5 separate regions of the Mus musculus genome follow, and all the other regions are linked to region 1. A link is a contact called in public Hi-C, HiChIP or PLAC-seq and capture Hi-C data. All regions are on one chromosome and are shown on one strand. Each heading gives the region's core, a stretch centred on a gene start, on an enhancer-like site or on the middle of the called end of the contact. The rest is flanking DNA. Distances are from core to core; before and after follow the strand shown.

What was found. Hi-C and Micro-C count contacts between places; a contact is called where the count stands out from the background. HiChIP or PLAC-seq counts read pairs in DNA pulled down with a chosen protein or histone mark. Capture Hi-C pulls out chosen DNA fragments and counts their contacts.
Region 2: an HNF4G HiChIP or PLAC-seq map of pancreatic cancer cells shows a contact between it and region 1. The contact joins the promoter of Pycr2 here to the enhancer-like site in region 1. A contact is called at or near these places in 1 of 39 promoter capture datasets (embryonic stem cells), 1 of 484 Hi-C or Micro-C datasets (the N1E-115 cell line) and 1 of 115 datasets of contacts at active chromatin or transcription factors (pancreatic cancer cells).
Region 3: a contact with region 1 is called in a Hi-C map of the G1E-ER4 cell line, with 4 times the contacts expected there. The contact joins two enhancer-like sites. A contact is called at or near these places in 2 of 39 promoter capture datasets (hippocampal neurons and pre-B cells), 6 of 484 Hi-C or Micro-C datasets (the G1E-ER4 cell line, cortical neurons, embryonic stem cells and 1 more), 3 of 115 datasets of contacts at active chromatin or transcription factors (embryonic forebrain, embryonic stem cells and pancreatic cancer cells) and 1 of 9 other capture datasets (embryonic stem cells).
Region 4: an H3K27ac HiChIP or PLAC-seq map of large pre-B cells shows a contact between it and region 1, with 2.3 times the contacts expected there. The contact joins two enhancer-like sites. A contact is called at or near these places in 2 of 484 Hi-C or Micro-C datasets (embryonic stem cells and pro-B cells) and 2 of 115 datasets of contacts at active chromatin or transcription factors (embryonic stem cells and large pre-B cells).
Region 5: a contact with region 1 is called in a capture Hi-C map of embryonic stem cells, with 2.6 times the contacts expected there. The contact joins two enhancer-like sites. A contact is called at or near these places in 2 of 115 datasets of contacts at active chromatin or transcription factors (embryonic stem cells and pancreatic cancer cells) and 1 of 9 other capture datasets (embryonic stem cells).

What each region holds. Positions count from the first base shown.
Region 1 is chr1:181,858,815-181,862,337 of GRCm38.p6, reverse strand. No RefSeq gene overlaps it. Among named protein-coding and RNA genes, the nearest start is that of Gm33669, 18 kb to the left of the region's middle. Within about 2 kb of position 1,442, at least 164 of the 459 cell types and tissues checked have an H3K27ac peak or open chromatin away from gene starts, as enhancers often do. A contact at or near this core is called in the G1E-ER4 cell line, the N1E-115 cell line, embryonic stem cells and 4 more, where this site is marked.
Region 2 is chr1:180,902,812-180,906,359 of GRCm38.p6, reverse strand. It overlaps Pycr2 (pyrroline-5-carboxylate reductase family, member 2), which reads right to left and starts at 2,086. Exons shown (of 7, transcript NM_133705.2): 1 at 1,830-2,086; 2 at 1,546-1,616; 3 at 307-486; 4 at 1-197. The coding sequence starts at 1,896.
Region 3 is chr1:181,254,492-181,258,274 of GRCm38.p6, reverse strand. No RefSeq gene overlaps it. Among named protein-coding and RNA genes, the nearest start is that of Gm39718, 31 kb to the left of the region's middle. Within about 2 kb of position 1,429, at least 318 of the 459 cell types and tissues checked have an H3K27ac peak or open chromatin away from gene starts, as enhancers often do. A contact at or near this core is called in the G1E-ER4 cell line, embryonic stem cells, granulocyte-monocyte progenitors and 2 more, where this site is marked.
Region 4 is chr1:180,871,902-180,875,605 of GRCm38.p6, reverse strand. It overlaps Gm39714 (a long non-coding RNA gene), which reads left to right. Exons shown (of 3, transcript XR_865782.1): 3 at 31-94. It also overlaps the pseudogene Gm18036. Among named protein-coding and RNA genes, the nearest start is that of Gm39714, 12 kb to the left of the region's middle. Within about 2 kb of position 1,320, at least 32 of the 459 cell types and tissues checked have an H3K27ac peak or open chromatin away from gene starts, as enhancers often do. A contact at or near this core is called in pro-B cells, where this site is marked.
Region 5 is chr1:180,923,485-180,926,979 of GRCm38.p6, reverse strand. The region is part of intron 1 of Gm39715 (a long non-coding RNA gene); the gene reads left to right. Among named protein-coding and RNA genes, the nearest start is that of Lefty1, 9.8 kb to the left of the region's middle. Within about 2 kb of position 2,064, at least 17 of the 459 cell types and tissues checked have an H3K27ac peak or open chromatin away from gene starts, as enhancers often do. A contact at or near this core is called in embryonic stem cells, where this site is marked.

The DNA.
Region 1 (3,523 bases), core at 193-2,692:
TCCCCTTCCATCCCCACAGTGTAACTGACACAACAGTGATGAAGATGTCCTACAGAAACTCTGGAAACCATGGACCTCAAAGATAGGAAGCTCTCCTCCTTGGGAATGTCATGCTGGGAGAGGGGAAAGCGACCAACCCAAGTGGTCACCTTTCATGACAGTATTGAAGTTTACGCAGAGCTGGTGGTGGGCAGGACTATGCCTTACTGATGACTTAGGCAGAACCTTGCCTTCTTTTTAAGCAGGACCCCAAGATGGACATGGGAGAGGGAGTCCATCTTTGTCCTTCTCAACGTGGTCACATCTCTTTTTTTCTACATTTTACTGTGAGTCTGGCTCTTTTAGTTGTCTTATGGAGAGAGGCTAGCTGAACCTGTTTTGTTGGTACACAAGCTGTGAACCCCAAATTGGGTAACACTACTGATGGGTGCTGTTTTTCAGTCAAGGTAAACCCCTGGGGGGAGGGGCTGCTTTGTTTTTGTTTGTTTGTTTTTTCTTCTGTTTTTTTTTGAGACAGGGTTTTTCTGTGTATCCCTGGATGCCCTGCACTCTCTCTCTGTAGACCAGGCTGGCCTCCTGCCTCCGCCTCCCAAGTACTGGCATGTGCTACCACACCCATCTTAAAGCTGCTTATCTTTAAGAATAAGGCACCCTAACTAGAGTTGGGGACATAGCTGTGTTGGTAGAGTCTGTATCTTGCAATCACAGAACCTGGGCTCAGATCATCAGCAGAGAATAAACCAAGTATGATCAGTCACACCTGTAATCTCAACCCTCTGAGGTGGAGGCAGGAGGATTGGAAATCCAAGGTCATTCAAGGTTGGCCTAGACTATGTGAGACCCTGGGGGGGGGGGGTAACCAAGTGTCATTTGTTTTGTTGTTCTTTGTAGTTTTGGTTTTTCTTTTTTGTTGTGGTTTGTTTTTGAGACAGGATTTCAAGTTGTAGGCAGGTTGGTCCCAAACTCACAGCAATCCTCTTGAGGCAGCCTCTCAAGTGCTGGGATCAGGCCTGGCTGATCAAATTACATTGTTGCAAATATTCTCTGACTGTTCCTGTTTTGTTTTGGTTTGTTTTGTTTTTGTTTTTTTTTCGAGACAGGGTTTCTCTGTATAGCCCTGGCTGTCCTGGAACTCACTCTGTAGACCAGGCTGGCCTCAAACTCAGAAATCCACCTGCCTCTGCCTCCCGAGTGCTGGGATTAAAGGCGTGCACCACCACGCCCGGCTGACTGTTCCGTTTTAAGGACCGAGTTATGTTTGGGGGAAATTTCCTGAAATTTAATGGTTTTTCCAGCTATCAGGGCCTGGACAGTTCCTATGGAGGATGGAGGGCCTCCCCTCCACCAGTCAGGGCTCTATCTGCCCTTAACTTTACACATCAGGCTCTGTAAGAGCAGCTTCCTGATGCTCGTATTGCAACACAAACCAAACCGCAGAGGTTATGACTTCTGTTTCTTCTCTCAAGAACCACCATGTGGAGCAAGCCCCACCCACTTCCTGCTCCCGTGCTGGGCAGCAACTGCCACTTGCTTCAGGATGTGAGGTCAAACTCAGGTCCAAACAATACTAAGGCCACACCCCAGCCCTGCTTTCTGCCAAACAACCCAGCGTTACAAGGAATGGCTGTAAGGAGAGGCAGGCTAGCTGGGTTCACACCTTCTAGAGCCGTGCTTCTCAACCTTTGTAATGCTGTGACCCTATAATACTCTTCCTCATGTCGTAGTGACCCCCAACCATACAAGTGTGTGTGTGTGTGTGTGTGTGTGTGTGTGTGTGTGTGTGTGTACGCACACCAGAAAAGGGAATCAGATTCCTTTACAGATGGTTGTGAGCCACCATGTGGTTGCTGGTAATTGAACTCAGGACTTTCAGAAGAGCAGTCAGTGTTAACTGCTGAGCCATCTTGTCAGCCCCACAAAACCATTTTTGTTGCTACTTCATAACTGTAACTTTGCTACTGCTATGAATCGTAATTGAATTCCTTTCTCTCTTCCTCAGTGATGCAGTATAGGCTAGATTAGACCAGATTAAAAGTAGATAAAGGCAGGTTTATTAGGAGGCAGCTCTCAGGAGGATTCACTGACTTCACAGAAGGGCAATGGAGTCACGCATCCCGTATAAAGCAAGGGGGTTTTATAGAACTTAGGTAAGGAGTGATGGCCTGTCAGTTAGGGGCTGGGATTATGCCTATATATGATCAAAAACTGAGCCCTTGGGTGGGCACTCTTGGGTGGGTTGTCTGAACACTGCGATGAGGAGTAATGACCTGTTACCCTGGAGTTTTCTTCTAGCAGGAGGAAAGGGGTGTTCAATGTGTGGGCTGGGTTGATGGATGAAGAGCTTGTGCAGGGCGGAGCAGGGGTCCCAGGCAAAAAGTACGTAAATCTGTGTTTTCCAGGGTTCTTAGGTAACCCTTGTACAAGGATCATTCGAGCCCTCCCACCAGGGAGTCACAACCCACAGGTTGAGAGCCTCTGTGTTAGACCTTTGAAATGGGTTCATCAGCCCTAGTGTTGGAGCATAAGCCTCGGGTGTGATCCCTGTGTGATCCTTGGGTGTGATCACACACACACACACACACACTGACACACACATGCACATACACATATATACATACACATATACACTGACACATGCACACACATACACTCTGATACACACACACATACACACACAAGAAACAGACAGACAAATGTGATGCAATCTATATTTATGCATGACAATGTCAATTTGTCATCTGAAGTGGAAACTTAAGGGTTCTTTGGAAAGTCAGTTGTTGTTGTTGTTATTATTATTATCTATTATAAATAGATTTGACAAGCAGAATGATGCAGCATTGTGATCTCAGTGCTGGGGAGGCAGAGGCAGGAGCGTCCTGGTCAGCCAGTCTTGCTGACTCTGTGGGCTACACAGGTCCAGTGAGAGACATTTCTTAAGAAAATAGAGTGGAGTGTGGTCAGAGGGGACTTGATTTACTGTATATGAGGGAGTGTTTTACCCACATGTGTGTATGTGTAGCACTTGCATGCCTGGTGCCTGCAGAGGTCAGAGGAAGACATCAAATCCCCTGAGCTGGAATTGCAGATGGCTGTGAGCCATTATGTGGGTGCTGGGAATTGAACCTAGGTCCTCAGCAAGAATAGGAGGGGCTCTTAACCTCTGAACCATTTCTCCAGCCTTAAAATCTCTTTGCAATGACATTAAGAACCTCAAGAAAGGGACCAAATTTTCCAGTAGCATCTACAGAGAGGCTGTATGGTCTTCATATTAATAATTTAAAAGAAAAAGTGTGTGTATGTATGTATGTGTACATGTGTATGTGTGTTTGAATTTGATTCCCTGGACCCACATGCTGGACGCAGAAAATTGACTTTAAAAGCTGTCTTCTGACTGTCACAGGTGTACTGTGGCATGCATATGTTCATATGCACACATACACATGTGCACACAATACACATATACACACATACACATATACACAAACACACATACATATATACACATTCTCATACATAATAAAAA
Region 2 (3,548 bases), core at 837-3,336, 960 kb after region 1:
CCGGTGATAGCATCAATGAGGTCTTCCTCCACCTCTGTGCAGAAGCCCACACTGCTCATCAGCTGCTCCAAAAGCTTGCCGTCTTCCACCAGAGCATGGGTGCCCGTGGCATACACGGTGGCCCCCTCTCGGACCACCACGGGCGTGTTGGTCATGCAGCGGATCACTTTGGGGGCCGGCTGGAAAGCCATCAGCTTCTAGAGGAGGAGAGCAAGCCAACTGAGTGTCCAGGACATAGCTCCCTCGGATCTGAGCCACTCCCAGGCCACCCCTCCTCTCACACAATGGGCACCGGGGCAACAGCACCTTCTCCACAGAACTGATGGTGACCCCGGCTGCACAGGAGACCACGATGTGCCTCTCCTGCACGTCGGCTCCAATCTCATCCAGGATGAAGGGGATGATGTGGGGCTTCACAGCCAGGAACAGGACGTCGCTGTGCCGCACAGTGTCCTTATTGCTTCGGGTCAGATTCACACCCATCCTCTGCAGTAAGGAGTAGGGGACCCTGTCCGTAATGCTAGGTAATATGGCTGAGCCCGTGCCACCCATAGAATAGCAGACCCTCTCTGTCAACTGTAGCCAACACTCTGTTCTGTGCCTTCAGGGCTCCGTGACTATCCCCAAATGGCAGCTTTCCTTTCCTGCCACCGGACAAATAGGTACAAAATGGTAAGCTGCTCCACCATGGCCAGGAAAGTGGCTGTCCCCTCAACCCCAGCAATCTCGAACCTCTCTGCCAGGTGAGAGAGAACTGATGGAAAGAGCTGAGCACCCAGAGTCTGGAAGCAGAGCTGCAAAGCCCACTCCCAACCTCACAGCTGTTTACCGGAGTAACAAGTCTCCACGGGGCCCCCTCTAGGGCTCTGAGGTGCATAGCTGGGGTCCTACAGCGTTGGGGACATAAGCCTATACTAGGCACAAACAGTATCCACAGTGCTTCATCTGCTCACCTGTCCCACATTGGCCAGATGTTAGAAGACTTGGGACATTAAGCTTTATTGAATAAAGAAACTACGTAACTCACCAAGTCCCCTAGCAACGCTGTCATTTACAACATCGGTAAGCAGAATTTTCCAGACTTAGAAGCCAACACGGGCTATGCAGTGAAATTCAAAGCAGACTAACAAAAAGAACCTTTTTTTTTAAAGAATTATTTATTTATTATATGTAAGTACACTGTAGCTGTCTTCAGACACTCCAGAAAAGGGCATCAGATTTTGTTAAGGGATGGCTGTGAGCCACCATATGGTTGCTGGATTGAACTCAGGACCTTCGGAAGAACAGTCTGTGCTCTTACCCGCTGAGCCATCTCACCAGCCCAAAAAGAACCTTTCTTATATGCCTACTTTCACCCCAGTAGGATCCGACACTAACTTTGCCTGGGAGCTCCCACCACACAAGGCTGCCTCAGAGAAGGTGCAGGGCTTACAATGATGACTTCCCTAAAGGAGAGTCGGAGCCTGCCAGACTCAGGGCATCTCCGGACACGCTTTTCCTGGGCCTCTTCCTCTTGCCCACTTCCCTCCATCCCTCCTAGCCTACCCTGAGCGCAGACACCGTGGGCAGGTCCATATCCGGGGAGCTGGCTATTATCTTGTGAGCCGACAGGACGCCTACAGAAAACAAAGTTTTTCAACTGTAGATCATGGCCCAATCATGCAGTCCATCAATGGAAGCCAACAGCAGCTCTAGCAGTGCCGGCCTCCGACGCTATGCTCCCAGCAGATGGATGCAAATCTACCATCCATTCACATTCACTCATCGCCCACCCACCCACTCACTCACTCGTTCACTCTGGTGAGAGGGAAGGCTGACCACGCGCTCACCCGCGGCCGTGAAGCCCCGCGCCAGAGCACAGGCCAGCTGGCCTGCGCCGATGAAACCCACGCTCATGGCCGCAGGATCCCGGCGAGCGCCGATCCGGGGACTCTGGGGATCCCGGGGTCAGTGTCCGCGCGTGGAAAAAGATGGACCCGAATTGCTCGGAACAGCTTTCAAACCGGGATGCACCAGATGAACTGCTAGAGAGGCCCCAAGTATCCCAGAGCATCCACCGCCAAATACGCAGCCTCCGGTTGGCCACGTGTCCAAGGCAACCAATCCGAGGCTCGGGTCTGGGGCGGACCAATCGGCATCGCCGTCAGGCCGTGCGCCCGCCTCCTGATCGCGCAGCGGGTGGAACCTGTTAGCTCCGCTGGTGCGGGTCTGCTTGGCCCTGCCTGGGACACTGGTAATTCCTGGTTAGAAGAGTTGGTTTCTAACTCTGGTTCAGGAGTGAGATCTCCAAAACGCCTATTAGAGATGTACCCCTCATGGACACCAGGCTACAGCTAGCCAGCTTCGGCATGCTCCTTCCGAAGTAGAACTAGGTAGAAAAGACGAATTACTAGATCATGATTTGTTGATTTATTTAGTGATTTCCTTAAAGCACTGCTTGCACGGCCTGTTGGCCAAGCATGACTTCTCTTGCTACCCGGAACAGGGCGACCTGGAGAAACAGCTGAGACAGTGAGAAATGACTGCTTGTTTGTCCACCCCACCTTGTGGTTTTAGAGTATACAAAGAGACCCAGCATCGAAGCTTTTCAGGAGCTGTCCCGAATCACCAGTGACATCTCCTCTCTTCCATTAGAATTGTATTGTTTATTCCCAGAAAGATTTCTCGAAACATGTCCAGACGCACCAGAGGGCTCAGGAACAGCCACAAGTTGGGTTTGACTTTTGGAAAGTGTTTCACTATGTAGCCCAGGCTGTTCTTGAACTAGTGACCTTCCTGCCTCATCCTCTTGAGGGATGGGATTATAGGCGTGTAGTACATACATTTCTATAGTATACCAATCATAAGCAGTTTCCCAACGCCACCGAAACGTTATTTTACACAAGATTCTAACGTGTATTTATTCCATTAATGGACGAACCAAACAGTTAAAGTGGAACGATTTTTTTTTTCTGGCCAGAATCTCTTGCTTTGTTGCCCAGGCTAGACTTAAGTTCCTGAACTCAATGGACCTTCCTACCAGTCTTCCTAGAATTGGAAACTACATACATACTATCTGCTTTCTTGTATTCTGCTACAGTGAGGTAGATGAATAGCTACCTTCCCACCCAGCCATTTGGGACACACCCTCCAGGAGTGCCCCACCCTGACCCTACCGTCCAGCCCTTCCCTTCCGGACCTCCCAGCCAATAGGAAAACCAGTTCAGCCTCCTCCCTCCCCTCTCCCCGGGTTCTCCGCCCCCAGCATCATTTTTATCAGTGCCTCAGGGCCTTCACCCTTGTCTTATCCTTAAGTAACACGCCTGCCCCTTCTGAGAATTAGGAAGAACCAGACAATGGGACAGAGTACTGAGGTGTCCCAGGCTAGGCAGATGGCCAATCTGCAGCAGCCAACCCTCCCTTAGCTCCCTGTATTACACAGGAATCCATGTCTATTACCCAAAAATTAGGTTCAGTAGAAAGCTATGTCTTTCTTTTTCTTTCTTCTTTCTTCTTTCTTCCTTCCTTTCTTTCTTTTTTCCTTTCTTTCTCTTCTCTCTCTCTCTCTC
Region 3 (3,783 bases), core at 180-2,679, 600 kb after region 1:
AGACTTACATGGGATGCGAGGGCGACCCCCCAGCTCTAGGAAGGATTGAGTTGGGCTCTCTAGGAAAAGCAGGATGGACTTGGTGGTCCGAGATCTGTTTTGAGAGAGGTTGGGGACAGGATTCCAGGATTGAAGCCTACCAGAGCTGCTGAGAGTTCCAGAAAAGAATGTGAAGTGAAGGGGGAGGGGTGGATAATAGAGCAGGGAGCACAGGACCAGCCTCTCCCACCCAGAGGTCCCAGAAGTGCTGAGGAAGGGAACTTCCAGGGTGCCCAGGGCGAGGTTGGGGATCAATTTCCCTTAGAAAGTGGGGCAGGAACCCAGAATTTCACCCTGTTGGCATTCGAGTAACCGCCTACATTTCTAAAGAACACACCACAGTTTACAAATTACTTGCACAAAAAAAAATGTCCTGTTTCACTATGACAGGCAACCTGTGTTAGGCAACTTAAAAATCCTGCACTGAGCTGAGTTCACCGCGGGCCCAGTGAGGGTGGTTCTGTTACTGTCCCTCCCGTACTGGAAAACAGAGGCCAAGGTCAGTTGTCATGTGGCAACATTGGGGTTGGAGCCCAGATCTAATTCGGGAAGGACTCGCTTAAACCGCAGTCCCCAAACAACCTAAGAAGCAAGCAAGTTACTGTTAGCGCTTTGCAGGTGGAGAGGCTCGAGTGAGTATGGACTCTAGCAGGTTCACTCTGCTCATGGTTAAACCAGGTTTCCAGACGTGAGTAGCACAGAGGATTTGCAGGAGGGCCGCGGGTAGACACACCCGAAGCCCGGGTCTGTCTATCTAAGTTCCACAGCTGCCGTACACACCCGTACAGCCTTGGGGAGAAATATTCCAGATTACCAAACACAGCGCTTGTACAATAATCAGGTTGTGCGAAGACCAGATTAGGGAAGACCCACCCCGTGTAGAGCCCCGAGGCTCGAAACCCTCCGGATGGTACTGGCTAGGGCTGGTGATACCTCCTCACCCAGAACCTGGAATTAAGGGAGGCGGGTTCTGCTCCTCTAGAGCCCAAACCCGAGGAAGGAAATGGAAGGGTGGGATGGTGTCAGACGGAAGGGAAAGCAGAGAAGAGGAAGACCAAAGCCAGCAAGGGGGAAGGGGAGGCTCAATGGTCTACGCCCTGACTGTGCGGCAGATGCATGAGGCCCCAAGACTCTGCCTGGCAAGTGCAGACTGATTGCATAGGATCAAATACCGTGCAAGGTTAGTACACCGTGTCCTAGGTAGAGAGGAGGATTTTAATACAGAATAAAGGCCGCCCTCTTTCCTGCCCTCCTCCCACAGAGGGGGGGGAGGGGGGTGACTGGCCCTGGCAGGTCGCCTGTCCCCGCCCCGCGCCCTCCCCAGAGCCTCCTGCCCGCTGAGGTCGCCGCCCAGCAAAGCCTGGGCACTCCTCCCTTGCTTGCCGCAGGTCTCGGCCCATCACCCGAGCCTGGTCCCACCCGCCAAACCACATACTTTCACCTCCGTCTCACCCTTCCCTCCACCCTTCCCGTCTTCCTGGCCCAGTCCTCGCCACTCAGATGATTTTTAAGTCTGCCGCTTCCTTTCAATGGCTAGAGAAAGGATGGAAGGCTTGTGTTTGGCAGTGTTTAAATTACTCCAGAAAACACCCAGTGGCAAAGACAATAAAAGGGTACAGTTTCTTCGGCTGCTTCCGCAGGGCAGGGGGAGGGGTGGCCCGCTAACCTCCACCCACCTGCCGCCCGCCCGCCAGCTGTCTTCTGGGTGGACAGCACGGGGTCTCACCCCTGTCCCCTCCCCCCACCTCCTCTTTGGCAGGCTGGCAGCCTAGGCCAGCTGGATGGCTTGTCTCTACTCTGAGCTAGAAGGCTTCTGAAGTTAGCTGAGGCTCACAACTCTCATGCGCCTGCTGGGCGATCAAGACTTTTTACAAGGAGGGTGGCGCTATTGCCTCCTATCCGTGTCCATCAGAAACCCCTTCCTGACCAGCTTCGTTCCCACAAGCAACTGCGGCTGCTATCTCATGCCACCCGCGTATTCCAGCAGAGTTTGAGGAAGACCCTAATTTCCATTTCTTCCAGCAAATATGATTGCTTGACTCCAACTTCTGAGGTCCTGGGGAAGACAAGAGCCTGTGTCTGGGCTCATCTTAGCAGTTAGCTTGGAATCTGCTCACAACGGGTCACCCCCGGGGAAGTAAGTCCCTTGCTCACAACCTCGATGGCAACCATCCAGAACGAGAGAGAACTCTGCACACCTCAGCTCACCCTGCCTGTCCCCAGGAAGACTCACACTTGCCCATGCTCCTACCCGACCTCCTTCCAATCCTTTGTCTAAGGAACCTCCTGTAGCAGGACTGTCCTAGAAAGCATCCAGCTAAGAAAGACTTCTGCATTAAAGCATTACTTGCTACAGTAGAGCTACGTTCAAGCTTCTAAGTGACTGTCTGCTAATGATGTGACCTTGGGCAAGTCACTTAATCATGCTAAGATCCATGTTAGTCACCTGTCGATTTATCATCGATGCCAGAGTGCAGCCTGCTGCCCATATGAAAGGGGAGTGAACACAGCTTCCTCACCCCCATCTCTATTACAGATGGAGCCCAGCGCATCACAGGTGCTACTGAGCGCCCCTGACAGCTGGCCCGAGACACACCTCCACGCTGCTGCCTGAAGCAGCTCGAACTCCTCAGCTGCCTCTCAAGTGAAGTGGGAGTGGATTTCACTGCAGAGAGAGATTTTAGGGCGAGCCAATAAGACACACAGTTGGGGTTTATTAAGAAGGCATGCCAGCTTGAAGAAAAAGAGGGGCTCGGGTCAGATAATGCACACAGATCCACAGGTGTGTGGGCCTCTCAAGGGGGAGTGTCCCTGCCGTGTCTTAGTGACAACCACACATATAATGTTGGTAGCTCTCAAGCTACATCTCACAGCATCAATAAGAAGACCCCCCCCCCTTTTTTTTTTTTTTTTTTTTTTTTTTTTTTGATAATCGAGGTTAAGGTGTGGCTTCAAAAGCACCTGGATAGGATTGCTAGCTGAGAAAGAAGATAAAACCATGCATGAGCCAAGGGGGGTGTGCAAGGGGTTAAGGCCTGTCCCTTACTATAAATGGTGCTTCTGGTGAGATCCCTCGAAAACTGCAGGTTTACACAGTTGTGAGAGGGAGAAAGGCCGAACCTGCTTCTGTCTAAAGCATGGTGGTTGTCGCTGCTCCAATGTCTCTACGTGGGCGTGGTGGCACTCCTTTAATCCCAGCACTAGGGAGGCAGAGGCAGGCGGATTTCTGAGTTCAAGGCCAGCCTGGTCTACAAAGTGAGTTCCAGGACAGTCAGGGCTATACAGAGAAACCCTGTCTCAAAAAACCAAAAAAAAAAAAAAAGTTATCTCTCTGGGGTTCATCTCACCTCACCAGCAGTTTTATTAACTGCACTGGGACTCCTAATTCTTAGCTAGTGAGAAACTTCTCCTTTCTTCCCTCCCTCCTTCCCTTCCTTCCTTTTTCTTTCTTTCTTTTTCTGAGACACGGTTTCTCTGTGTAGCCCTAGCTGTTCTAGAACTCACTTCAGAGACCAGGCTGACCTCAAACTCAGAAATCCACCCACCTCTGCCTGCCGAGTGCTGGGGTCAATGATGCACCACTCTGCCCAGCCCCAAGGCAGAGTTCTTCCCAAAGTGCTTTTCACACAGCAGCTGTCGATAATGGCTGCAGTCATTTTGACATCATTCCTGGGCCCCTGCAATGACCAAGTATGAATCCCCCTGCCTCAAGAGGGACTCTTTGTTCTGTTCAAAGAACAATCA
Region 4 (3,704 bases), core at 71-2,570, 990 kb after region 1:
AGCAAAGCGAACGGCTTTCTAATTTTCCAGGATGAAGCTGGATTCCACCCATCCCGTCCCTCACTTCAGCTGCTCTTCCGGCTCCTCTCGCAGCACCTTCAAGCAAGTTACTTTAAAACACCACCAATAAATGCGCAAAACCATATATCCCAGAAGTGTGTGTGGGGGGGGCGGGAGGGTGTTTGTGGTTTTATTTACATACAAATAAGATGTACTGTGCACCTGGCACCGAGGTGGGGGGCTCTGATGGCAGCTGCACAACTCTTCCCTTGTGGGTCTTGGAGGAAACACGGTGAGTGATCTCAGCATAGTAAGGTTTGTTGCACATCAGGGTCATGTCAAGCTCCGTGACCTGGTGGACCAGGGACTTCCGGAAGCCACGGGGCAGTATGAGTCTTCTTTCTTGCTTGGATGTGTATGTATACCTGAGCGCTGGTACCCATGGATGCCAGAGATGCTGGAACTCCTGACATGGGTGCTGAGGATGGAGCCTGGGTCAGGTAGAAGAGTGATGCACAGTCTCAGCTGCTGGGCTATTATATTCTCTCTCCACTCTGCTTAGTTGTCTTGTCCTATAACCAGTGTTAGGCACTAGGACCTGGCCCTTGAACCTTCTGGGTTTCTACCAGTTACCCTTAATTTTGACAGGAGTCTGACTGGTACTAGATCAAGTTCTTTGTCCTCTTTGTGACAATCTCCAGCTTCACCAGAGGTCTGAAGGCAGTGACGAGCAGAGCTGCTTCTATAGCAGGACAAGGGCTGTCCCCACCCCAATGATGAATGACAGAGTCCCATACAGAAGCCAAGGCCACACATCTGGAGACCAGCCACACCAAGGCCTTGGAGCAATGGAGACTTGTCCAAGATTTTTCTTTTTTGGTTTTTCGAGACAGGGTTTCTCTGTAAAGCCCTGGCTGTCCTGAAACTCACTTTGTAGAACAAGCTGGCCTCAAATTCAGAAATCTGCCTGCCTCTGCCTCCCAAGTGCTGGGATTAAAGGCGTGTGCCACCACACCCAGCTCCAAGATTTTTCTTGATAGCACAAAAATAAAACACCAGTGGAACCTACTCTATACATCTTCAAATCCTCCCAGCTAAAACAAAACAAAACAAAACAGAAACCAGCAAATAGTCAGAATAGCGTTTGTCAGGGAGGAGGAACAGTGTTGTGTGGAAGGCTGGCCTTGCCTGTAAGTGACTTATTCATGACCTTTAGAAAGAAGACAGGTGGAATCAGAAAAGCAAAGACAGAGAGGTCTGGGTATATGGCCGGCTTCCCGCACCAGCACTGCCCCCAGCAGGTAGGGTTGGGAGCCACAGGCTTCTGGGAACCCCGTGCCCTGCCTGTGGTGGACCCACTGCACTGTCTCAGGCTCCCACCGTTTCTGGGCTTCCCTTGTAACTTGGTACACAGCGCCCTCTAGTGGCCACAAGAAGTCTTTCTATCCTACAATTTTCTTGTTTAGTGTTGTTTTTTTTCCAGACAGGGTCTTTGTGCAGCCCTGCCTGTTGCGATGGTTTGTATATGCTGGGCCAAGGGAGTGGCTCTATTAGGAGGTGTGGCCTTGTTAAGTAGGTGTGTCACTATGGGCGTGGGCTTTAATACCCTTGTCCAAGCTGCTTGGAAGCCTTCTGTTTGCCTTCAGATGAAGATGTAGAACTCTCAGCTCCCCCTGCATCAAGCCTACCCTGGCATGGTGCGTTGCTGTGATAGACCTGACCATGCTCTTGTGTGGAAGATTGTGGATGTTTGGGACTTTGGATTTGGAAAGCAGTGGAATGTTTTAAGTGTGGCTTAGTGGGCCATCCTAGCAGGAATATGGAAGACTTCGTTGCTAAGGATGATTTGAACTGTGGAAGCCTGGCTCTAGAGGTTTCAGAGAATTTTAATATGTGGCCAAGAGACAGTTTTTGTGATATTTTGGTGACTAATGTGGCTGCCTTTCGCCCTTGTCTGAAGATTCTAAGCCTAAGGTAAAAAGATTTATATTAATTGTACTGACAAAGGAAGCCTGAGAAACGCCCAGCATAGACTTTGTTCTCTAGTTGAGTCTCATGAAGAGCATTTTGAGCAAGTGTAGCAAGCTTAGAAAGGAAAAATATAATGGGGCATCAGGAAGTGAAATGAAACTGAATCCTGTATTCACAGATATTAAATTGAATTAAAGGAGTGGTGACCTAGGGGCAAGACCCCACCCATCTAAATTTAGGTCCAGGTTTGGTAGAAAAAAACCCTTTAATCCCAGGAGGCATAGTCAAGCAGTTCTCTGAGTTCAAGGCCGGCCTAGGACAGAGCAGGTTCTAGGTGAAGAAAAGCTTAAGTCTCCAATGGTGGCACATGCCTTTAATCACAGCGTTCAGGAGACAGAGCAATGAAGATCTCTGAGTTCAAAGTCAGTCTACAGAGCAAGTTCCAGGGCAGCCAAGCTTATGCAGTGAAGGAGTTGGAAAACAGAAAGTGATAATGTAATAGATCAAGGGGGCCATGTTCCAGCCCCAGCAAGCAGCAGAACTTGCCAGCTTCAGCCATGTGGCTCTGGCTTTAGAGTCAAGAATAGAAGGGACTATTGGCACAATTGATGCTGGTTAGCTGAAGCTAAGAAATTAGCGGTGATTAAGAAGAGAACAGCAGCTGGGCATGGTGGCCCACGCCTTTAATCCCAGCACTCAGGAGGCACGGGCAGGCAGATTTCTGAGTTCAAGGCCAGCCTGGTCTAGAGTGAGTTCAGGACAGCCATACACAGAGAAACCCTGTCTAGAAAAACCGAAGAAGAAGAAGAAGAAGAAGAAGAAGAAGAAGAAGAAGAAGAAGAAGAAGAAGAAGAAGAAGAAGAAGAAGAAGAAGAAAACAGTATCACTTAGGTGAAATCTGGGAAGTGTTTTCTGAAAGTACAAAGAAGCCATGAGATAGGCAAGGTTGTACCTCGTGCAGCAGCTGGACTTGGTAAATGTGTAAGAGTCACCCAGGTAATAATGGTTTTGAAGGTATGAAGGGGTCATGAAGAGCAGCTGAGGCTTGGTACTGTGAAAGGCCAGGGAAGGCCATTGATGAAGGTGCAGCCTCAGTTGCAGTTGACAACCTAGGACTGAAGGGGTCATGCAAAGGAGTTGAGGCTTGACACCATGAAGAGAGCCTGTGAGAAGCTATTGGTGAAGCCTAGTTGTAGTGGAAGACCCAAGTGTGTCAGAGATGCTAGTACCATGGGATGACCACCTCTTAAGAAAAGCAGCAGCAATGGAGTGGATTAATCTGAGCTTAGAGTACTATAGAGGGCAGAGCTGGAGAAGAGATGCCAGCCCTTTAGAAGAGCCCAGAAGATCATGTGTGGATCCCACACATTGAAACAAGAGGCTGTTAGCGTTTCAGTTGCCTTGGAGACACCAAGATGTTCGAGATGCCAGAGCTGTAGGCTATCTGCTGAGGAAAGCTGCTAACAGGGAGTGGAACCAGCCCGGGGGGAAAGAAGTTTGTTGCAGTCAACAAAGATGAAAAAGAAGTTGGAGATTTGAAGACCACATTGCTTCAGACATGGAGATGCAGAGTTTGAAGTTTGCCCAGCTGGTTTCCGGTCTTGCTTTGGGGATTACAGTTAAGTGATTGGATCAATCTCAGAAGAGTCCTTGAACTTTGGACTTTTAACATTGTTGAGTCTGCTATAGACTATGGGGGCTTTGGAAGTTGAGCTAAATGTATTTTTTATTAT
Region 5 (3,495 bases), core at 815-3,314, 940 kb after region 1:
CAGAACAAACTTAGGAAACTCAGGGTTAGAAGCTCTTAAACATATACAAACATAACCTAAGCATATTATTTCAGGTCTTTTTTAAAAAATCTAGATGAAAAGGAGTTTACCCATCCCCTCACCCCAACCCTATTACATGGGCAAAAAGATGAAACCTCAGGGCTGGGAACAGACAGGGACAAGATGAAATAAACACAGCTCAGTGCCGTCACCACCCTCAGGCTGGATAATGTTGGGGAATGATCAACACCAGGCCCTGAGTTCAATTCCCCAGCATGGCATAAAGACTGGGCACAGTACTCCCAGGACTCTGGGAGTTATCTACTACAAACAAGTTCAAGGCCAGCCTGCAGATACAGCCTGAAACCTTACACAGGTCACTGAGAAGTGTTTTCATTTTATGTATTTACCAAACACACAGGGGAGGGAGGCTAAAGACAGGAATCAAACACACAGACTTGGTTTCATTATGATTTGTTTGCTCTCCTTGGGGCTTTAGTCACACCTCAGAGGCACCTGCAGGCAAACCACTTCCCATTAGAACAAACCCTCAAGGGGTAAGGGGGCGTGCACTGAATTTCTGCTCCTGGCTGGGTCAGAGCCACCAAAGTCTATGCCGGAGTCAAAAGGACCCCTCCTTCAGTCGTGCCAACTAGAGACCCCATCTTCTCTGGGTCCACACGGGAGAGCCACTTCTTCTTACAGGGGCTGGGACATAGCTCTGTGGTGAAGGGAACTTGCCCAGAATGTTCAAGGTGCTGATTCCATCCCCTGTACACTGTCTGTCTGTCTGTCTGTCATATTATTGCCTCCCTGCCCTACCCCACACAATTAAAAGGTATTGAGGGAGAAAGACCTCTGCAGGAAAACCTAGAAGCCCTGGTCATTACAGCTTCTCTTCCTGCCTGTCTTTCTCTTCAATCAATTAAGCAACTATTTCTTGATTGTGACCCTGTGGAGGCCACTGCCACCACAAGGACACAGGTGCATGGGTTGGAGAGGTGACTCTGCAGTGTCCCTGCCCCACTATCTTCTTCACTCTCCCCAGTGACATTTCACCGAGGGCCAGTTAGTTCTACCTAGGGGACTACGTGTTAATCAGCAGCCTGTGCCTCAGTTTCCATATCTGTGAGACAAGAGCCTTAATGGCATCGCTGGGCTTCCATCCCATCCTGTTTACAGAATCCTGCCTCTCATTGCCTCACCTGACAAGAGGAGAGAGGTGGGGCTGGTGAGATGGCTCAGTGGGTAAGAGCACCCGACTGCTCTTCCGAAGGTCCGAAGTTCAAATCCCAGCAACCACATGGTGGCTTACAACCATCCGTAACGAGATCTGACGCCCTCTTCTGGAGTGTCTGAAGACAGCTACAGTGTACTTACATATAATAAATAAATAAATCTTTAAAAAAAAAAAAAAAAAAAAAAAAAAGAGGAGAGAGGTACCAAGGCTCCTCCTGACACACACATCTAAAACTAAACTCAGGATTCACATGGCTTGTACCGTGCTCTGGGCTAGGGTCAGGAGCTCACAGGGCCACATGGCTTGTACCGTGCTCTGGGCTAGGGTCAGGAGCTCAGTCGTGTGGGGCTAGGGCTGGGCCTTTCTAAGGCACCTTGGCTGGCCTTGCTACATTTGTCCAACAGGAACAAAGTATCTACCCGTGCCGGGAAGGGGACCTCAGTTGCTGGCTCTTGCCTGAATGAGTTTGCTCCTGGGCCTTAGCTTGCCTGGCCTCACAGTCCCCCTTTGCATCTGAACCTTGGCTAGCTGACACCTACCCCTAAAGGCCTGACCTCATATTGTCGTTTGACACTCAACTGGCAGCCTGACCTATTATGGGGTCAAACCTCTTACCCTGCACCCACCTCAAGCCCAGCCCAGGGCTGCACTAGTCAGTGTTCTCCTGCCCTCTCCTGCAGGGTGACAAACTTGGTTCACCAAGAGGGTAACTCCCTCTTCTAGTCTGATCCCCCAAGACCACCAAAGTTCCACCTACCCTCATCCCCAAGGCTAGCAGGCCAAGCTCCTTCTACATGACAAAGGGCAGTCTCCCTCCCACCTGACACCTAATCAAGCCCATTGTGCAAAATCCCCAATCCACATTCACTTCCCCCTGGCTGATTGGTCAATTACTGTATTTCCCCAAAGACAATCCAGAATCCACATTCAGAAAAAGAGATCTGTTTGCCAAGGGATATTTGTCCTGTCTGCTGGCTACACCTTCTTTAACGATGCTGCGATGTGTCTCACCACCTCCTTAGTCGTAGGCCACACAACCCTAGTTTGAGCAATTGCCAACAGCTGGAGATCATGACAAGAGCCCTGTCCGAGACTGTATTCTCTATGCTGAGCTTGGCTTCTCCTCTGGACCCCAGAACCAAAAATGTTCAAATGTTCTCTGCCCCTACCTCCTTGTTTCCAACTTCTATAGTCAGAGAGGCCTCCAAACCTAGAGCCCTTTGGGGGTCCTTCCTGCCTCATATCCCCCGCAAGACAGTATGGTCTCACTGGGTCTCATTTTCTGTTTGAGACCCTCCATCCCTTGCTGGGCGACCTCCAAAATAGTGATAATCCTTGAAAAACTTCTATTATAAAGTGAGCTGCATTAGTCGAAACCCTCCAAAAGTAAAGTCTGTAAAGTTAATTATAGAAGCAGGGAATGGCGATATGGGCTTGCGATTCCAGCACTTGGAAGGCAGAGGCAAGAGAACCAGAAGTCCAAGGCCATCTTTAGCTACATAGTGAACTGGAGGCCAGCCTTAGCTGGCTACAGTGAGACCTTGTATCAAAATTCAAAATAAAATGAGCATAGTAGTGCAGAAGTTTTAACCCAGGACTTGGGAGGCAAAGGCAGATGAATTTCTGTGAGTTTCAAGCCAGTCGGATTTACAAGGAACTTCCAAGCCAGCCAGAGCTACATGGTAAGATCTTACCTTTATTTTTTTATCTTATGTGCTTTGATGGTTTGCCTGCATGTATATCTGTGTGAGGGCATCAGATCTCCTGGAACCAGAGTTACAAACAGTTGTGAGCTGATATACGGGTGCTACGAGTTGAAGCTATGTCCTATGGAAGAGCAGCCAGTGCTCTTAACCACTGAGTCATCTCTCCAGCTCCTGTAAGATCTTATCTTTAAAAAAAAAATCATGGACTGGGCTGAAGAGATGGTTCAGCAGTTAAAAACATTGAGTACTCTTCTAAAGGTCCTGATTTCAATTCCCAGCAAGCACATGGTGGCTTCCAACCATCTGATACCGTCTTCTGGTGTGTCTGAAGAGAGTGACAGTATACTCACAGACATAAGAGAAGTAATTTTTTAAAAACCATAGGCCTAAATATTTGCATGTATGTGTACCACTATGTCACTGGCGGCTATGGGGGTCAGAAGACGGAGACGGATCTCTTGGGTCTGACGTTAAGGATAGTTTTAAGCTGCCATGTGAGTACTGGGAACTGCACCTCTTCAAGGCCAGTAAGTGCTCTTAACCACTGAG